2 separate regions of the Callithrix jacchus genome follow, and region 1 is linked to region 2. A link is a contact called in public Hi-C data. All regions are on one chromosome and are shown on one strand. The core of a region is the stretch at or near the end of the contact, and the rest is flanking DNA. Distances in the headings are between cores, read along the strand shown. Region 1 holds the start of SAXO6 (stabilizer of axonemal microtubules 6). Region 2 holds the start of RAP1B (RAP1B, member of RAS oncogene family).

The links. A called contact is a pair of places that touch in the nucleus more often than the background predicts.
Region 1: a contact with region 2 is called in a Hi-C map of skeletal muscle, with 3 times the contacts expected there. The contact joins the promoter of SAXO6 here to the promoter of RAP1B in region 2. A contact is called at or near these places in 2 of 3 Hi-C or Micro-C datasets (both in skeletal muscle).

The regions. Positions count from the first base shown.
Region 1 is chr9:50,794,245-50,800,437 of calJac240_pri, forward strand. It overlaps SAXO6 (stabilizer of axonemal microtubules 6), which reads left to right and starts at 4,778. Exons shown (of 15, transcript XM_078338040.1): 1 at 4,778-4,915; 2 at 5,926-6,040. The coding sequence starts at 4,898.
Region 2 is chr9:50,522,492-50,529,614 of calJac240_pri, forward strand. RAP1B (RAP1B, member of RAS oncogene family) reads right to left here and starts at 4,046. Exons shown (of 9, transcript XM_078336108.1): 1 at 3,917-4,046.

The sequences.
Region 1 (6,193 bases), core at 3,528-6,027, 270 kb after region 2:
TTATGCCTTACTGAGAACTACTTTACTCAGTGTGGCCTTGTATGGTGAGGAATCCTCTAGGCTCACCAAAAAGAAAAAAAGTCCTGTTGTCAAGAGAACCTGGAGTCCCTCCAAAAGGTGCCCCACTGATTCAAAAGCCAGACACTCCCTTGTCAACAAGGCGTCTCACGTCTAAAGTCTGGAGGGCAAATTGCACTTGGCTCATTGGTAAGTCTTAATCATAGACCCCATTTATTCGATTCTTATTGACATTAATGTGAAGTATCAGCAATTTTGCTTCTCAGACAGAAACCATGGATTTAATTTTGTCATTTTTCTTAGTTATGCAATCAAAAATTCATTCATAGGAGGAAAAATCAGTTAATACCTATGGAAAAATGCAAAAGAAAGCGGTCGTCAGACTGATTGCTTTTTGGCAAAGGCTGAGCTCAAGATTTACCAATGAAAGCCCAATTAAGTGTGACCTGAGAGAATGCTACAGAGCTAAAGAGCATTACTAAGCCCCAAAACTGGAATTTCAGTTACCTTGTAAGGTATCAGAGAAAATTACATATATGTAAATACAAGGCTGTGTATCAGTATATAGATAAAACAGTAGTTTCTAAACAGCTTTACTCTGATTTCTGAAGGAACAAGAAAAAAAAACAAACAAACAGAAAGCAAGTAATTTACCTTTCTGATAACTGATCTTGAGCAAATGTTAGTCAAAACTTCTTAAAGAATGTCTGGCTTGGATTCAGCTACCCAGAGCAGAACAAAAAAAGTAAAAGGCCTCTAGATCAGGTGTTTCCCAGGATGGAATTTAAAATCAGCTCCTTTATCCTGTCTGCTCTTTAATTGCCCATCATGGATCAAACTTTAGAATACCATGGTGCTCACACTTAGGTCCATTCTCACTTTCTCCTTTCTATTTCTTGTGTTCTTTGTGTACATATAGGTCCCCCATTAGAATATTATAATCATATTCAAAGGCAGGGGCTATGTCTTATTCATCTTTGTACCTCTCTTCTTTAACCTTTGTTTGATGTGTTTGCTCATATACACTTTTCTTTTGTCAAATAAAAATAAATATAGCTAGAGGTAAATAAAAATTCTCCAATGTTTCAACTGCTACTGAGAAAATGATAGATTATTAATTTGTGAAGTGGTCGACTTCCTTTTTTTAATAGAATGAGTAGCAGATGAGGATATCTACATTTCAAGTGCAAATGAAATTTGTTTCAAAGGATTTTGATATGTTTTTGTCTCGAAGAGGAGCAACAGCCTTATTGTGATAACTATGTCAAGATAAATCTAGAAACGGCCAATGGAAAGAGTTATTTTATTTAAGGAAAATAGTCCCAATGGTAACTATCAATATCTTAACGTTTCCTTATCTTCTCAGTAAACTGGATAAAATGCTCTTTTCTTTATAGCTGCCGCTAATGGAGTTGGACTCATGAGTAAGGGAAGGGAGAAAGTGCCTGTGAATGACATCATTATACAACATCATACGACAGTTTTTCTTTCTTTTATTCACTCTTCTTTCTTTTATCTCAACTTATGGTATACCATACACAGTCTTCTAAGCCTTGCTTTTTTTCTTTGAGAGTTTTCTATGTTAGTGCATAAAGAGGTGCCTCTTGCTTGTTAGGGGTTATATGGAAATATCCAATTTAATAAGCAGTTGCATGTCAGTTCCAGTCTTACCCTTCAAACTCTGCCAACCACATGACCAGCTCCCTGTTATGTTTGCCAAGAAAGGATGCTAGGGAAAGACTGATGTGCTCTGTTTTGCTTGCTGTCCCTGCAGCACCTGAACAGTGATCTTCTACTCCACAGTGGCAGTTGATTGCAGTCTCCAGCTTTTCTCTTTTCCAGACATTCCCAGAGGCAGTCTCATTTTGTCTCCTCAGAGGCACCCCACCAGTGGGGCAGTGACCCTTTCTCAGAGGTCTGACCAACTCCAGGAGGCCTCTCCTACAAACCTCCGCATTCTAGTAACCTCAACATTTTCTTTTTGTTCTCTCAGCCTTAGAGTGTGAGCTGCTTCCTGGATGTCCTCTTCTCTATTTCTCCTTTTGGCTTTAAGTTCTCCAGTAACTAATGAACCAATAGCTTATATTAAGTTCTTTTTGTTGAAATGCCTAGGGTAGGGTCTGTTTTCCTGACTGGACCTAATGTATCTGTGCAGGATCAGAAGGCCTAAAGAAGAACAGCTTGCAGTACTCTTTGTATTTGGATGAACCGTAATGTATTTGACTAGTTCTCTCTAAAAGGTTGTTTTCAACCTTTTGTAACTAGAAATAGTACATTAAACAACCTTAAATTAATTTTTTTTCACATCTGTGTGAGTCTATCTATAAGACAAATTAATAGAAGAGGAACTCCTGGATCTAACTGCCAAAATGCCTTTCATAGAGGTTGTGCAAATTCAGTCTCTCACAGGCGATAGACAGAAATCTTTGTATTAGAAACAGAGAAATCAGTGAAGGGAAGAGTGAGCCAGGTGTAATACCATTGTCCCAGTAAGAGGGCTCAGCTAGTGGGAGAGAGAAGCACAGCATGACATCTGTCACTTGAGGAGTTGCTTTTTGGCCTAGACTCCAAGGACTTCATTTTGAGCCCTTTGGAGTTGAGAAAGCCTAAAATACAAATGAAAAGAAGGCTCTCTAAGATATAGTGTTACTCACTTCAAAGAAGGTAATGCAAAAAGGAGAGGTGCTTTGCTGTAGATTACCACCAATGCCAGGCAGTTTGAGGAGTGGCTGTGCCCAGTTACTATGCCCAGTGGAGACTCAGTATCAAGGTAAAGTGGCTGTGACAGCCAGTAGCAAGGGTGACACCTACAGATGCATGGCTATTGGGACAAGCAGCAGTGCTGCTGGGCACACACTCTGTGGTTGCTGTGAGCACACGGGAAATACCTCCTAGGGACTCCCCAAAACATGGGTGAAACTTTGTAGGGTACTGGGTACTGTTTCCTGCAGTAGCAGAGAAGATAAGAGTTGGTAAAACACAAGCTACAAAACTCATTTACTATAAGGTTGTCACTTTCTTTTCCTCATTTCTCTATCTTTGCCTCTTAAACTGGGGTAGGCTTTTGTTTAACAATAGCAAAGTAAAATCTTCTTTCTTAAGTCTTTATGATGCATCGCTAGGAAGCCTGGGATGTGACTAAGTTATGTTTACCATCTGCTGTTTGGTTTTCCTGTCATTTACTCCCTGCTCAGCAGAGCTCTTCTTCAGTGATCATTGCCCTTGTTTAGCAGACAGGCTACATTCTACACATTTGCTTTTGCTGATTTCACCTTAGCATTTTGTGGTAACAAAGCAGTGTGTACAACCAGAGTTGTGCTTTTCTTACCCTGTAAGATGGGCAGCCTTCCTGCAGAGATGACTTTTGTTTTATGTTCCACTGTGTCTTGTTCGTGCCATTCTTAATTTACACGACAGAGATGCTGTCATCACCAATTAACATTATTCAAGGGCCCCCTGGATGCATAGCTGCATCAGGACTAATTTAATATGCTCTTTGTTCCAGATATCAGGTGGCTTCTTCAAATGAATTTTTAAGTATCTCAGTGATGATGAAGAATAGAGACATCAATCAGGATTCGGGAAGACAGCTTTTGCAGAAAATGCTTACCAGGAAGCAGCAAGGACTGGTGTTGATATTTGAAAGTTTAAGAGAGGTATACTTTTATTCAGTCAACACATGACAAATGTAAAAGGCAGTCATTTGTTGTTCCTGAAAGAAGACTTGCAGTATTCTATTCCCTTTCATCATCCCACTTTTTATTTATTGCAGTCCTTTCAGTCTGAATATTTCCTCCTGAGGCATTTTCTGCCCTCAGAAATGACTCCCTGCTCCCAGTTCCTGTAGCCCTTATCACTGGCACCTTTCATTTGACACATTTCATTACACCATTATTGAATAAATATATGTACGTCCTTCCCAAGTATATTAGAAAACTATCTGAACAGTTTCTTTCTTTCCCAATTCTCAGAATCAGCAGTGTTCTGTCAAGAAATATTTATCGACGATGATGGCAATAGTCTATTAAAATCAGATGAAGTTTTGTTTTTAAAAAAAGGGTGAGAGGAGAGACAAGGCTAAAGGTTTGGAAGTTGAGTCTCACAAGCATCTTTAATAAACGTTTCCTCATCTAAGCGCTGTATGTAGATCATTTTGGGGAGGGTAGAGATTGAGGGAGGAAGAACATCACTTGAGGAAGAGACAGCACTTTGTCTTTCGAGTTTCAATAAAGTTTCAAAAATCCTGCCTAAACTATATTTATTTTTGGCCTTTCCCTTTTGATGTGACAATAAACTGTAATGCGGCTGTCGGCTGTATGAACCGATATTCAGCAGAATACATCTGAGCATTTTCCTGTCAGAAAAAGAAGCGTTCGGTTCTGTCATAGATTTTAGAATTAAGAACGCACTTTCACGTCTGATGCTGTCAAGTACCTGGGCCGGCGAATTCCACCAGCAGCCAGACGCATTGCTGCGCGGGAGACCGCGAACCAGGGGCCAGTCCACCCAACCCAGGGCGGCACTACCGGGGTCCCGCCCAGCCCGGTTCCGGGAGTCTTATTGGGAGTCCTTCCGCCCGCCATCTCTATCAGCCGCCCAGGATTTATCACAGGAGGTGGGCGGCTCCCTTTCGGGCACTCATTGGTCAAATTCTAATGGCGGTAAGGCACTCTGCGAGTCTCTATTGGCCCTTAGGCTCTAAGATGGGCGGGGGAAAACAGCGACAGGGCTCTAGGCGGGAAGCGCGGAGTGCGCCGGCGCGTAGTCGGGGACGCCGGGCCCTGCCTTTGCTAGGGAACCGACTGTTATCGCCCCGCCCCCTCGGAGCTTTTTGTCCCGTTAACTGTCCGAGTGGCTTGGGACTTCGGCGCCGGGCAACATGCCTGTGCGGTTCAAGGTGAGGCTGGGGTTCCCGGGCCGGAATGTGACTGGTAGGAGCCGCGGTGGGGCTGGTGCGGAGCGCCGAGGTCACGCTGCTTTTCTGCGACTCAGTCCTCGGCCCGGCTGAAGCTGCCAGCCCCGGGGCCTGCCTGAAGCTGCCAGCCCCGGGGCCTGCCTGCCAGGCCCCAGAATCTGCCCGCCGGGTCTTACCCAGCTTCCTCTCCGCTCACTCAGTTTCCAAGTTGCCGTGTGCGGAAGAGTCAGATGGTGCGAGATAGATTTACTTCGGAGAACTCAAGAGGAGTGGAGATGGGAGGAGGTCACTTTGCAAAGAGCATTAAAGGCAACTCAGATAGGGTTTAGCATTTAACCCCCATTACTTTTAAAACTTTAGTGTATGTGGAGTTTAAAGGCTGGAGAAATGGGTTCTTAGTAAGGACGGGGTATAAAGAAATACATATTTTTCATCGTGCATTTTGTGCTAGCGTATGTTAAAAGTTCCAGGTAGCTGGTAGCTGTCAGGGACTAGCACCCTGCAACTTAACAGGTGGCTGCAGCGTCCCACAGCTCCTGACTCTTCATTTATCTTAAAGGCTTGTATATCAGAATGGAAGGGAAGTTTGTCTTTTGTTGATTTACCAAATAGCAAAAGGTCCTAGGCATATATTGTGTATTCGGTGAACACTTGGGATAAATCTAGAATGATGAGAATTTAGATTGTTACTAGTTATCCGACAAGAACTCATGCTTTGGAATCATAACAAGTGAAAGGATAGCTAACTTCTGAGTCTGGGATTCCTGCTAGCATCTGCCTCAAGTGGTGTTGAGGATTAAAGGATATAACACGTGTGAACTGCTTAGCATAGGGCTGGGTAAATATTAACTCTTATTAAGGAGCTCGTCTGTGTTTAATTTTCAGTCTGAAGTCTCTCTTGGGAGGTTCAGAAATTATTTTTTTTAACTAATGTCTGCTTTAAAACGTCATTCCTTAATTGCACTATACTGAAAGTGTACTTTGCATTACAGGGGCTGAGTGAATACCAGAGGAATTTCCTGTGGAAAAAGTCTTATTTGTCAGAATCTTGTAATTCCTCCGTGGGGCAAAAGTACCCGTGGGCTGGACTTAGATCAGATCAGTTAGGTAAGTTGAGCAAGCTAATACCCCTTCTGACTTGGGCTAAGCTGTTATAACTTGGGCTAATTGAACCTTTGGTTAAGTTTACCAAATGATTTATTAAAAGTTCAGTTCCTGGTTGATTTATTCATTTATTAATCAAATATTTATTGAAGGTTT
Region 2 (7,123 bases), core at 2,796-5,295:
TGATGTTTTCAAGGCAGCACAGAAGTTCCTGATAATTTTTCTGGTTTAAAATAGACTCTCTACAACCAAAGAGACTTGCTTTAGAATCCAGTGCTCAACTGGGTTCAAAGTACAACAGATTATATACAAGTCCGTTTTTAGTGCAAATGGATAAATTCACTGTATTCTTTGTAGCTACTGCTTCCACTGTGCTCACGAGATTTACAAAGAACCAATAAAAGACTTAAGACTTCACATGGTAATTAGTACCTTTCAATACCATTGCAAAATATCTATGAACATAGAAAAACATTAGCCTCCAGCACAAGAGTAAGCCATGGTACAGTACTCCTGTTTATAGAGGGCTGAACTAAAAATTTCGTTCAATGTTACAATGAATCACTGCATCAGCCAAACTGTCTTAACTTGTTCTAAAATAAATTCAGTTTGAAAGGATAACAATAAAAACTTCAGTGTAATATCATGGAGTTCTCAATAATGACAGGAGAGGGAAAAAAACCCGGGGCATATTTTTAGTCACAACCTATGTCTTAGAAAGTTTTAGAAAGACCAGTCTTTAATTTTTCTATAGAGTGAACATGTGACATCACTGCTATAAAATAGCAGTGAATAGCTAATTCATAAATGCTAAATTACTACTAGTACCAGTCAAATCTAGACACTGCAGATCAATACCCAACCTCCTCTTTAGCAACACATACAGAGAAACACAGTATTTTATATCTTTAAGGAAATGATGCAAATCAATAAGAGCTGCCTGATAGTCGATAATAAAACAGCCTATTTAAACAATACTTTTGGGGAAAAAGTAAATGGACATCTTTGTAAAATCAGTCAAATTCTCTATCAGATCCAATTTCACATTAATTTTACTACCTCAATAAATATTTATCGAGTACCTACGACGAAAGGCAAAAAAACCTGAATGTGAACTTTTCATCCAAATCTTAGACTGCATTTAAAATAACATGTCTAATTAGTTACCATGTTATTAATCTCTGCATAGACCTTCCACCAATCTTGAATTAGGAAGAAACACTTGAAAGGATCCTTACAAAAATGGATCTAGTTATTTTAATGATTCTTTGCTAGAACCTCCTTACATGGTGGCTCTTTACTATGGGAGGGGTGTCACTTTACCTTTATACAGCTAAGAGAAAATAGTGGAATTCACTGAAAAGAATTGTTTTGAGGATAAAACAAAAATTAATTTGTCAAGTAAAAGAGGTTCCAAAGCCAATACAGAATTCTTTTTTTTTTTTGAAGGACTACACTGTTCTCTTCAAATATCCTCTTTCAATGTTCAATACCATTAATCCCTAAATTCAAATGCTAACCATTACACTGGACCCAGACAAAGTGCTAGGAAGGAAGAATACTGTTAAGAATTAAATGGATCAAGTCCCTACCCTCATGGTACTTACATTTAACTGGTGTTGAGTGTCTACTGCAAGGCACCATGCCAGTGTTTTAAGGCATACAAAAGAACATGTATCTTGTGGTTGGAATTTACAATTCAATGGACTAGATAACATGTAATGGCAACAGGAGGCAGGAAGTAGTGTGTGTCATAGAAAATAAGAGAGACGACTTTTAAGGGGTTGGGAGTGGAAGAAGGTAAAAGAGCAGACAATCATTTTCTTCCTTTTTTTTTTTTTTTTTTTGAGACAGGGTGTAGCTCTGTCACCCAGGCTGGGGTACAGTGGCACAATCTCGGATCACTGTGCCCGCCGCCTCCCGGGTTCAAGCAATTCTTATGCCTCAGCCTCCCGAGTAGCTGGGATTACAGGCGTGTGCCACCACGTCCTGCTAAGTTTTATATTTTTAGTAGAGACAGGGTTTCCCCATGTTGCCCAGGCTGGTCTCAAATTTCTGACCTCAAGTGATCCACCCGCCTCGACTAGGCCTCCCAAAGTACTGGGATTACAGGCGTGAGCCACCATGCTCAGCAAGAGCAATCATTTTCATACCCCATACCACATTTTAAAATTAAGTCTTTTTAGTATTGGTTCTTCAGTTGTATTCTGATAACCGGCATATTAAAAACAACAAACTGGATACATAAAGTAAAATGATTTACTTTATGGCTTCCTCAGATAAAGCAGCTTCACAATTTACTGTCATTTCCTTGTCAAACAAGGAAATGAAGTGAAAACAACTAATGTAGTATAGATTAAAGGCACAGATGGGCTCAAATAAGACTATCATTCAGGCTGTGTGTGCTTAAAGTTATTTAATCTGACTATCAGTTTCCTTACCTAAAACCTGAGGATGAAACTACCCAAGTGGTTTTTCCACATTATTTGACTAAGGTACCCACTTTTTAAAAGTGCGATATTGGACGATTCTTCTTAGGAAAATGGTAATTCACTATAAAATGTATTTCTTCTTCCAGGTTGTCTCTTATGCATAGACTACTGTCCTAAAGCTCAGTAGATCCACTAACTGGTTATCTTATCTATGCCTCAGTTTCCTCCTCCAGAAAATGACAGGGTGGGACTGGATGATCTAAATAGTCCCTTCCGGCCCTTAAAAAGTCCCATGACTCCACTATGACTCAATAAATACTATTTCAAGAGTCAGCTTTTAAGGGTAATATGGGCTTGAAGTTAAATGAATGTCTCCCTTTTCAATTTATGTAAGTTACTTCTTGTTAAGATAACATCTTGTTGAGTAAGTCCAAACAGTATTCTAATTACAAAAGGAGCTGAAAAATAAATTTACCACAGCTTTAAATTGTAAGTACTCCCCATATATTAGATGCTGCCAGCAAAACCAAAATCCAATTAGACGGAATTAAGTTTAAAATACTAAAATCACAATCTTCATGTAGTGTCAACTTTCTACCCCGTAAAAATGTGATTTCCCGTTACTGCCACACAGAACTGCTTCTATTCATACCAATCAGAAGTTACAGGGCCAAAACGTTTTCCTAAACTATTAAAGACAGTGGGAGGAAGAAACGCGAAGGGGAAGGAAACCATCTGTTTTAACTTGCAAGGATGATCTTTTCTCCAAAAGACTTAAGGGTTTTTTAGAAGAAAAATCCGGAGGACTCCGGTTCATTGGGCATAGTTTTAAATTAAATTCATGGCGCTGATAGTTTTAGGATTAGACACCTCGAGATGGCGAAAAAGAGAAGAGGACAAACTTCCTGGATTTTCTCTCCCTCTGTAAAAGAGAGAGATTTCCTCTTGCTGACGAAGGGAAAGGCCCCTTTAACAGTTTTTCTCTACACGGTGGCTGCTGCCAGACTAGGTGGGGCTCCCTTCGCTGCCTTCCTCCTGCCACTTCCCGCAACAAATGGAGCAAGCCAGCCCGTTTCAGGCAAACTTTTTCCCCGTCAGTCTCAAGCCCGCGGGGCGCCGGGGAGTGGTTTGCCCCGAAGGCTCCTCGCCATAGCTCAGGGCCGGGGGAAGCTGAGTCTTTGCAAAGGACAACTTTCTGGTTTCCGTTCTAACTTCCACCCACACCACGGAGGGAACCCAGGCGACAGGCGAGGGGGCTCGGGGCGGGGAGCGAGTGTTCGGGGGCGTCAGCGGGGAAAGGAGGGCGGCCGGAGAGGCTTCGGCGGCCGCAGGCTGAAGGGAGCGGGCGGGTGGGGGGGGGGTCCTCGGGCTCTTACTTCCTCCGCCATATTTCAGACATTTGACCCCTTCCGCAAAGCGCGCTGTTCCCCCGCGGCGGCGACGGCTCCTCCTCGCTGGCCCGCAAGTCAGCGTGCTCGCCTGCCCGGCGCCTGGCCCTTGCGCCACCTGCCGCGCGCCGAGGGGCGGCCGCCGCCGGGGCCCCTGACCGCCGCGCCCGGCCCGCGCCTCACCGCACCCCACCCGCTCCCCTTAGCCGGCGCTCGGCCCCCGCCCCGCGCGGTCGCCGCCGCCGCTTCCCTCATCGGCCACGCAAGCACTCTGCGAACCTCTCACGCTGTCACCGGGTCCCTGCAGCCAGCGTCGCCCCGCGCTCCCTCCGGGTAGCTACTATCGGCGCCACGGCGGTCCTGCCGCTGCCGCTGCCGCCGCCGCCGCCGTCGCCGCTCCGGCTGGTTTACACGCCTGACTCTGGGCGAGGTTTGGCGGTGTCGCCTTGACGTCAGGCGTTCAGCCTCGCTCCAGCTTCCGCCCGCGGGCGGGTCCTAGGGGGCGGGGCGAGGGGAACCGAGGGGGCGGGGCCGCCACGCGCCTGGTCTTCGGCGTCGGCCTAACGCCGGCCTCCAGCGCAGCCGGAGCGCAGGCCCTGCCCACGCGGTCTCTTAGCTGCCTTTCGGTGGCCTGTCTGCTGAGATTCTGCTCTCGTTGTCCCTCACTTTCAGGCTCGCTCCCGCAGGCGCTCGGGTGGGCGGAATCCGCGCGTCGGTGTTCCCGACCCCAGCAGGTTCCAGCGGAACCCTCCGAAACCCCAAAGGCGCCGCCGCTTAATGCAAACCGTAGTTAAGTCACCAACTGGTCCAGTCTGTGTGTTCACGTCGTCCTTTGTGCTGGGCAAAGTAACCGAGAAGTAACGGAGAACGCGCAGTTTCTACACCTAGAGCTCCCGGAGAGAGCCTGGGCCCGCAAGTCTTTGCATTCTTGAGATGGCGTTTCTCCTGGATTCACAAATATTTTATCCATGGTGTCTTAACCCGGTCGAAATCTTTCCGAATTACCCTGCCAAACGCAGTTACCAAATTGAATTTCCAAATAAGTTTGTACCGTGCACCTAAGTCAACGCTATCTATATGACTAAAATAAATTGCGTATTTAAATGCATGGCCTGGACGCTTTAGTGACTTCATAGGATTACCCATAGGCAGGTAGGTTTATCGTGTGACTTAAGGGCACCAGAAAACAGAAGTTCCAAAATGGCTGGGAACTTAACACGGGAATTTACCATTTTTACCCTTAGTACAAGAAACTTACCAAAGTTTTTGTTGAAACGGTTTTGATGGTCGAAGAGATTAAGAAAGCAAAGAGGAGGGAAAAGTGGGGATTGAGGGTCATTTAAGACTAACTTTTATTGGTTCATAATTTAATCAGGCCCTGTACAAATTATTATTGAAATAAATATTAATAAACCTTGATAAATGGAATGTGACTAATTTCACTCCTTTTAAGAATATGTAGTGATTGAAAACTAAGCTAACCTAAGTAAAACGAGTAGATGAGAATGAATTATAACAGTTCTCCGTGTTTTATATTTTACTATTTAAGTTAATTGAATATATTACCTATTTCGATAATGTCTATTTCCTTAGAAAAAAATTGTTTTTTAAATTATCTACTGTCTGCATATATTGTGTACAACATGATCGTTTAAGTAACGTACACATTGTGGAACGGTTAACTCTAGCTAATTAACATATTACCTTACAGAGTTTTATATACATATAGATTTTTTTTTTTTTTTTTGAGAGTCTCGCTCTGTAGCCTGGGGTGGAGTGCAGTGGCACGATCTTGGCTTACTGCAACCTCCGCCTCCTGGGTTCCAGCAATTCTCTCTCAGCCTCTCGAGTAGCTGGGATGACAGGCGTGCGCCACCACGCCTGGCTAATTTTTGTATTTTTAGTGTAGACGGGGTTTCGCCATGTTGGCCAGGCTGGTTTGTAACTCCTGACCTCAGGTGATCCACCCGCCTCAGCCTCCCAAAATGCTGGGATTACAGGCGTGACTCATTGCTCCCAGCCAAGTCACCATTTTTTGATGAGAACACTTAACATCCATTATTTCAGAAAACCCTTTTTAATTGAAAGTTTCAAAGGCAAATTTCAGAGCAGTCCATTGGAATTATTGTAACTTCTGAATGAGTGAATTGCAAATAAATTTGACTTTACTAACTTTTCAATTATTGTGTAAACATTTGAGAAGTCTGAAACTTTGAATTCACAGAAGTGTTACATGGGAACACTGTGCTCACTCATTCTTTTCTTTCTTTCTTTAAAAAAAACCTCTTTGTCCTTTGGGCAATTGATTTTTTTTTCCAGAAAGAAATTAGTTTTAGAAGATTGATTTTTAGAGTTTGAGAGAATGTGTAAAATAGTTTATTTAATTAAAAACACATTTTCTCTTATCAGACGTTGTATTTGTATTAAACTGTTATCACTATGCAGAGAATACCATAATCTGCATCTCTTAGCACTGAATTCACTTTTCACTTTGAGCCTCTTGTTCCTATTTATCTCCTTGACTTCTTCTCCAGGATATTCCTCTGGCAACTTGCACTGGTCATATGTGCAAACTGAACTCATGGTCTTTGTAACCAAACCAGTTTCTTTTCCTTTTTCTTTGTTAATTGTATCACTATAATTTAAATTACTCAATCTTTATGCCTGACACTTAGTTCTCGGCTCTTGAATAATCCATCAATTGGCACGTCTGTTAGAAAGTAATTCGGCAAGGGGTTTCATTGTGTTTCCGCCTTTCCATTTCAACTAAGACCATACTTAGTGGGTTTTCAGTTGCCAGCTTTAGGTTGGTACACTCATCTCCGGGACTTTTGCAGTCTGGTGGCCTCCAGTCTGTTCCTGATTCCACACATTGTTGCCAGATGATTATCTTAAAGCATACCAAGCAAGTCACTCCCTCCCCCAAAAAACCTTCAATTACTCCCCTACTCTACCAAAATAAAGTTAATCCTTTTGTCTCACTTTTCCCTTTCACTTAAAACTGTTTTACAGTCAGAATGGATGGTGGAGTTTTCATCTTGCCCAAATAATTTGCTTCCCCATCTCTCTGTTGTGCATAGGTGAATGATTTCCTCTGCCTGGAATGCCCCTTCCCACTCCATCTCATTCTGCAAATACCTTGCCCATTATTCAAGGTTTATCTATGTTCTCTTAAGAATTAGCTTCTTTTCTGATACTTCTAACCTTATGTGGTCTCTCCTCTTTTGAATCCCTGAAACATTTTATTGCTTCTTTCCTTTGTCACTTGTGTTCTACCTTCCTGTGAATAGGGATTTGCAAACTTTTTCTCTAAAGGGCCAGATAGTAATTATTTTAGGCTTTGTTGGCCAGACAGATGGTCGCTGTTGTAGCCACTGAACTCTGCAATTGTGGGAAAAAAGCAGCCATAGATAATACATAAAGAATAGACCTGGCTGTATTCTAATAAAACTTTATTTATGGACACTAAAAGTTGAATTTCAAGGA